2 separate regions of the Oryctolagus cuniculus genome follow, and region 1 is linked to region 2. A link is a contact called in public Hi-C data. All regions are on one chromosome and are shown on one strand. Each heading gives the region's core, a stretch centred on a gene start, on an enhancer-like site or on the middle of the called end of the contact. The rest is flanking DNA. Distances are from core to core; before and after follow the strand shown. Region 1 holds the start of TPM1 (tropomyosin 1). Region 2 has its middle 73 kb from the start of MIR190A.

What was found. Hi-C and Micro-C count contacts between places; a contact is called where the count stands out from the background.
Region 1: a contact with region 2 is called in a Hi-C map of psoas muscle, with 9 times the contacts expected there. The contact joins the promoter of TPM1 here to the enhancer-like site in region 2. A contact is called at or near these places in 5 of 6 Hi-C or Micro-C datasets (ear pinna, embryonic fibroblasts, psoas muscle and 2 more).

What each region holds. Positions count from the first base shown.
Region 1 is chr12:86,061,168-86,064,254 of mOryCun1.1, forward strand. TPM1 (tropomyosin 1) reads left to right here and starts at 1,593. Exons shown (of 10, transcript NM_001105688.1): 1 at 1,593-1,737; 2 at 2,706-2,831. The coding sequence starts at 1,624.
Region 2 is chr12:85,913,129-85,916,610 of mOryCun1.1, forward strand. No RefSeq gene overlaps it. Among named protein-coding and RNA genes, the nearest start is that of MIR190A, 73 kb to the left of the region's middle. Within about 2 kb of position 1,268, at least 1 of the 8 cell types and tissues checked has an H3K27ac peak or open chromatin away from gene starts, as enhancers often do.

The DNA.
Region 1 (3,087 bases), core at 343-2,842, 150 kb after region 2:
GGCAGTGGAAAAAAACAGATAAAATCCCCGAGGGGGACCTGATCATGCTCTGCAGGACTTACAAGTTGTTTGGCCTGTGCGATCTGCTCAGACGTGCTGTCCCGGGAATACTCAGTGTCCATGCAGTACAGGCTGTGAATTACTCCAGGGGGACTGTTAACAAAACCCTCACCACCCCTGCCTCTGCTGGGCTCACTCAGGCTGAGCTGGGGTGGCTCCTCCCCTCCCACTGAAGCTCTGAAAAAGAGCAGGTTCCCCTCCCTCCCCCACTTCTTGGGGACTGGAGGAGTGGAGTTAAAATTAAGAGGTGTAGGGAAGCCCTCCTGCCTCCAGGCAGGCTCCCAGCGCAGAGCTGGGCCTCTTCCCTCCCCAGAGTACAGCTGCGGACACAGTGGCTTAGCCAGGATGATATTTAGCCCACGTTTTTGGCCACCCAGCATCGGAGCGCCTTGCCTTGCCAGGAAAGAGGCAGGCTTTCTACAATCAGTGCAAAACACTGATTTACAAACAGTTAGGTCTGGAGGGACCTCAGGGGTCCGCTTCCCCCTGAATTGAAAGATGAAGAAACTGCAGCAGGGGCGGAGTTACTTATGAAGATCACACACCTGCTGGTGACACAGTAGAGACCAAAGACCAAATGGCCCAAGTTTAAGCTCAATGTTCTCTCCCCTTAAGCTCCCATGGCCCAAGTTTTAACTCAACGTTCTCTCCCCCTAAGCTCCCAGGCACCCACCCTCCTTAAAACACCCCCCCACACACACACACACACATGCAGAGAGAGAGAGAGAAAAACTAAGCCAACAAACTCCTGTGTCCCTAAAGTGCTTGATTGTTCTTCTTGGGGGAAGAGCTCACAAAAGACAGAGGTCCTGTGCCATCCTTGGGCTGCACTCTGCCTTTCTGACCGCACCAGCAGAGTCCCAGGAGAGACCCCTGGACCCTCCTCCCAGCTCTCCCTTCCTCCGCTCCGCTGGACTTTCTCAAGACCTGCGTGCTCTGGATGACACCTGGCAGCCCGAAGGCACTGAAGAGCGCCTAGAACTTAAGAGCCGAGAGTGGAGGGGTGTGGGGGGTGGGCGCAGGCTGCCAGGGAACCCCCGGTGTCCCGCCGAGCGTGCTGGGGTCCGGCGACCCCAAGAGTTCGACGCGCACCCGCCACCTGTCCCGGTTCCGGGAGCGCAGGGCGCGGGCTCTGGAAGGAGGGGCGCAGCGGGCAGGGGTTCGCCTCTCTGCCCCGGCGAGGCCTCAGCGCCTGCTCCCCGGCGCTCAGGTTTGGAAACAGGGCGGCCTCGCCCGGCCGCCGCCTCGCCGGCTCGGGTCCCCATATATAGTCATATCCACCGTCAACCCGGAGGCCGGCGGGCGGCAGCGAATGGGCGAGCGGCCCCCGCGGGAGGAGCGGGGAGGGGGCCCGGGCGGAGGGAGGAGGGGGAAGGGGGCAGGAGGAAAAAGCTTTTCCAAAAAAGTATTGGCTGTCTTGAGGAATGCGGTCGCCCCCTTGGGAAAGTACATATCTGGGAGCAGCAGGCGGCTTCGCGCTCGCACTCCGGCTCGGCAGCCCCAGCGCGCTCGCCTCTTCCCTCCGCTCCCGCCGCAGCCTCAGGGCCCCTCGCCGCCGCCACCATGGACGCCATCAAGAAGAAGATGCAGATGCTGAAGCTCGACAAGGAGAATGCCTTGGATCGAGCGGAGCAGGCCGAGGCCGATAAGAAGGCGGCGGAAGACAGGAGCAAGCAGGTCTGCACCTCCCCGGCCCTGCGGCCGCCCAGCGCCCGCGCTCCGTCGGCCCGGCGATCCCGGCCCCCAGCCGAGGCGGCCGGGGCGCGCGCCTGGGAGGGGAAGGGCACGCACCAGCCTGGGTCTTATTCTCACTTTTCCGTCCCGTCCGGGGACACCGAGGTCCCTGCTCACGTTCCCACAGCCCACGAAGTCTGTTCGAGTCCTGAAGGCACTTGAGTCCCAGGACCGGGTGTCACTCTAGGCGGGCGGTGGGTGGGGGGCGTCGAGGTCTTTGACCTTCCGACCGCGGAGAACCAAGCCTCAAACTCAGGCGGGGACTCTGGGGCGGAAGAAGGGAGTCCTGGAATTGTTTCCTAAGCGTCAGAAAGCACCCAAGGGCACACCGGGGCGCTGCTTTGCTCCCCGGGGGTTGTGGACCTGACAAGGCTGAGACCGTGGCTGAAGCCCCGTCCTGGGAAATGGGGAGGGGAGGCGCGGGCTCTGCTCCGCATTGGCTTCAGCTGGGCCCCCTGGAACCCCAGCTCCGCGGCGCCCCTAGCTGGAGGGGCCCCCAGCCAACGCGTGCCCCTGTGTTGTGTGTGTCTAACACCCGGTCCGTGCCGGCCGCCCGCCCGCGCCCGCCGCCGCCCCCCACCCCTAGCTGGAGGAGGACATCTCGGCCAAGGAGAAGCTGCTGCGGGCGTCGGAGGACGAGCGGGACCGGGTGCTGGAGGAGCTGCACAAGGCGGAGGACAGCCTCCTGGCCGCCGACGAAGCCGCCGCCAAGGTACCGGGGCGCGCGGCAAGGCGCCCAGCACGACTGGCTAACTGTCTCTCTTCTCTCTCTCTCTCTCTCCCTCCCTGTCCTTCCCTCTCGCGTTCCCGCTGTCCCTGTCCTGGTTCTGTGCACCCACACCCCGCCCCTGCGGGATCACGCTGCCTGCTGCACCACCACCCCCTCCCCATACCCCGCGGCCAACTCCCAGCTGGAAGATGAGCTGGTGTCGCTACAAAAGAAACTCAAGGGCACTGAAGATGAACTGGACAAATACTCTGAGGCTCTCAAAGATGCCCAGGAGAAGCTGGAGCTGGCAGAGAAAAAGGCCACCGACGTAAGTGCACGCTCACACCGCCTCCCTCACCTCGCGCGCCCCAGCGGCTACTCTGGGGGTCTCCATAGGGGCCTGAAAGCAATGGAGAAGGGTTGCCTCCTTGTGCTGAACACATGCACGTAGCCCAGAGCACTGGATGCCCCTTCGGCTGCTGCTGCTGCTGCTGCACACATGATATTTCACCCGTTTCTCTCTCTGTTTCTCCTCTTCTTCATCCTCCTGGAAGTAGAGGTGGGTGGGTGAGAAGCTGGGAGAA
Region 2 (3,482 bases), core at 18-2,517:
AAACGGAGGGCTAGCGGTCCCTCCAGGATGTGTACTTCATGTGTGTCTATTGCTACAGAAGTTGTCAGACACGCACCCCTGTGGGAGCGCCAGCGTGATGACCACTGACTCTTAGCAACTGCAGTCACGTGATCGGCAGTGTCCAGGTGAAGCGGCTGGGCTTTTAGCCCAATGCCCGCCTCTCCAGTATCCACGTGGCTGCAGTCACTCCTGTCTCATCCCCTGCGTGCCTTCCACGTCTCTCTGAGATGAAGTAGGAGCGAGTTCATTCACTTGCTGGAGGGATACAGAAAACTAGAGAGGCCTGAACCACAGGACAGCCTTCCAAAGAGTTGGAAAAAAATAGTAACAGTAGCAGAAGCAGCACCAATGTGTGTTGAGCACTTACTGTGTGCTGGGCCCTCTTCCAAGAACTCCGCCTATTTGTCTCATCGAATTCTCCCACCGAGGCTAGGACGTGAGTTGTTTTCATCCCTCTTTCCCTGTTTCCATCCCTCTTTCCCAAATGAGGAAATCCGACACACGTGAGTTAAACGGCTTGCCCAGCCTCACACAGTTATTTCGCGAGGCAGAGCAGGATTCAAACCCAAGCTTCCTCCTCTCCAGCCCACCAGTGATTTTCTGACCCGGGTGACCCCTGAGGCCGAAGCCTAACGTGGGCACTAGGACACCTGCTGGGCCAGGTGGGGACGGGAAGAAAGGTGCTTTTACTGGACACTGCTGTGCTGAGTGTGTCCCCTGTCACCGCCTGGCCACCCCTGCCCTGGGACTGTAGGCCCTCAATTGGAGATGATCGGACTCCTCTAAATGGGAGGCTCTTTCCGAAGGAGGGGTCTTCCTGGCTCCCTCAGTGCTTGGCCTTGGGTGGGATTCCACCGTGGGATTGAAAAAATTTGAAAAATAAAGACCTTTGAAAAGGGTGTTTGAAAAATAAAATATGTATAAATATGCATAGAAAAAAGGCAGGAGAAACACGGCTCAAACATTAACAGGTGCCTGTCCCCACCCATCTATAGTGGGAGGGGGCGACGGAAAGCTCACAGGTTGTTTTGTGCCTTTTTGCTTGTCTCAGTTTCCACCATGAATATGGAAGAACAGGACACCCCCAAAGTGCCCCCCGGGCTGGGTTGGGGGTGAGGATGGCCGAGGGCGGGACATCCTTACATGCCAGGAGGGTGTGGCTCCTCTGCTCCCTGGCGATGCCCCGCCCCAGCTCAGGTTAGGCCCAGGCTGGTGGTAAAGGTCATGGCGACCTCGCAGGACCCCACGGTACACAGAAGCAGCTGGTGCAAAAACACTCCCTGCTGCCCAGCTCTGGTTTCTGGAGGCCGCATTCCGACACCTCTTGGGCTAGTTGCTTGGCAGGTTCTCTCGGGGTCTGGGCCATCAGATGCTGCAACCTCAGGATTTAAAAATAACCCTCCCTGCCTGCCCTGGCGACAGAGACAGGGAGAGGTTTCCAGGCTGCAAGTGCCTCCGACCTGGATCGCACTTCCACCCACAGATCCCCCACACAGCTCAGCCCCTCCAGCCTGGTCCTTGGGTAAGAAGGCGGGGAGGGGGGAGGCTCTGCAGGCCCTGCCAGGTGGGAGAACACTACAGTGGCAACGGGACTGAAATTGAGGGAAAACATCAGCCCTTTTTTAGTTTTTAAAGACTTATTTATTTATTTGAAAACAACACAGGAAGAGAGACAGAGACACAGAGAGATCTTCCATCTGTTGGTTCACTCCCCAAATGGCCACAATAGCCAGGGCTGGGCCAGGCCAAAACAAGGAGCCAGCAACTCCATCCGGGTCTCTCAGGTGGGTAGCTAGGGCCCAAGCCCTTGGACCATCTCTTGCTGCCTTTCTGGGCATATTAGCAGGAATACTGGATTGGAAGAGGAGCTGCAAGGACTCAAACTAGTGTCCCAATATGAGATGTAGGCGTTACAAGCAGTGGTGTAACCCACTATCCACAGGCCTTTTAGCAACTACTGAGCACCATACAGCTGTTAAGTTCTGCTACAGTTTGAGACAGGACTTGGATGCCACAAGACCTGACTTACTATTGATTACAAACTCCACCATTGTGGTGCAGTGGGTTAAGACATTGCCTGTGATGCTGGCATCCCATCTGGGAGCCAGTTCATGTCCCAGCTGCTCCACTTCCAATCCAGCTTCCTGCTAATGTGCCTGGGAAAGCAGCAGGAGATGACCCAAGTACTTGGCTCCCTGCACCCACATGGGAGAACCAGAAGAAGCTCGTGGCTCCTGGGTTTGGCCTGGCCCAGCCCTGGATATTGTGCCCATCTTGGGAGTGAACCAGCAAATGAAAGATCTTTGCCTCTCCCTCTCTTTCTGTATTCTGACTTACAAAACAAACAAAAAAATGTTAAAAAACAATTGTGTTTAAATACCTGGGAAGGTTGGCGCTGGTGATCAGTAGGGAGAATTTCTTGTTGCTCGAGACTGTTGTCATTTAAACATCTTGTAGATCCAGGGCTGCACATCCCTGCTGATCCTTATCACTGTGGCTGGGGGTGCTCAGGTAGGTTTCATTGAGAGAAACCCTCAAAGTTGTGAAGCTGCTGTGGTGTGGGGGCTGGGAGACTCCGCTGCTCCTCCTGTGTCGCCAGTGAGGGATGGGATGAGTGGCACCGCATCTCGGGCTCCCGAGCAGAACAGAACAGGGACCGCTGCTGGAAGCGAGGGGATCCATAGCAAGGCCCAGGGGTGGGGGACAGAGAAGTTAAAGGCACACCTCACCCCTTCACCGTTTGACCTGGCGCACCGCACTTTGCAGACAAGAGGGATCAGGGAGGGGGCACACGGGGTGGTAGAATTTTCCAGCTGTAGTTGTTCAGGCTGATGCCAGGAGTGCTGTGTTGGCATCACAGAATGTTGACATCCGCCCGCGGGGCCCCATCAGTGCCCAGGGAGAGGTGTGATTCAGATGTCTGCCATCCCTGCCCGACCTGTACCACCTGGAAGCCCACAGTAAGGGTCATGATGGGAGCCGCCTGCAGAGTAGGGGGTGGGGGTGGGGTGCAGACCACAAAGCCAGCACTTGTTGCCTTGGCAGCAAGACAGCTGCTAGCAGGTGATGCCAGACCTGATCGGTGGCTCTGCCACCTGGCAGGTGAGGTCATGGTGCTCATGCCACGCCCACTCAGAGCCCCTGCAGTAACTGTGGGAAATGCTCTAGAAGCCAGGGGCCAGACGGAGCTGAGGAAGCCATCTGGACTTGCCAGCCACGTTCCCTGTGGTCACTGGTGTTTACAGAGAGGCGGTGTGGCGAAGGAAAGGGGAGGGGTGGGGTGCCATCCGTGTTGGCATCATGGGAGTCCGGGAGGGTCAGTTGCAGGGCTCCAAGCGCTCTTGGGAGGTGACTCCCACAACCCCTGAGAGCCCTGGGGAGGCTCGGCTGGGAGGAGGAGGGCCCCTTAGCTGGACAGGACAGCTGTTGGAGCCCCAGAACCTGTGTCCTCGTGGAAACCA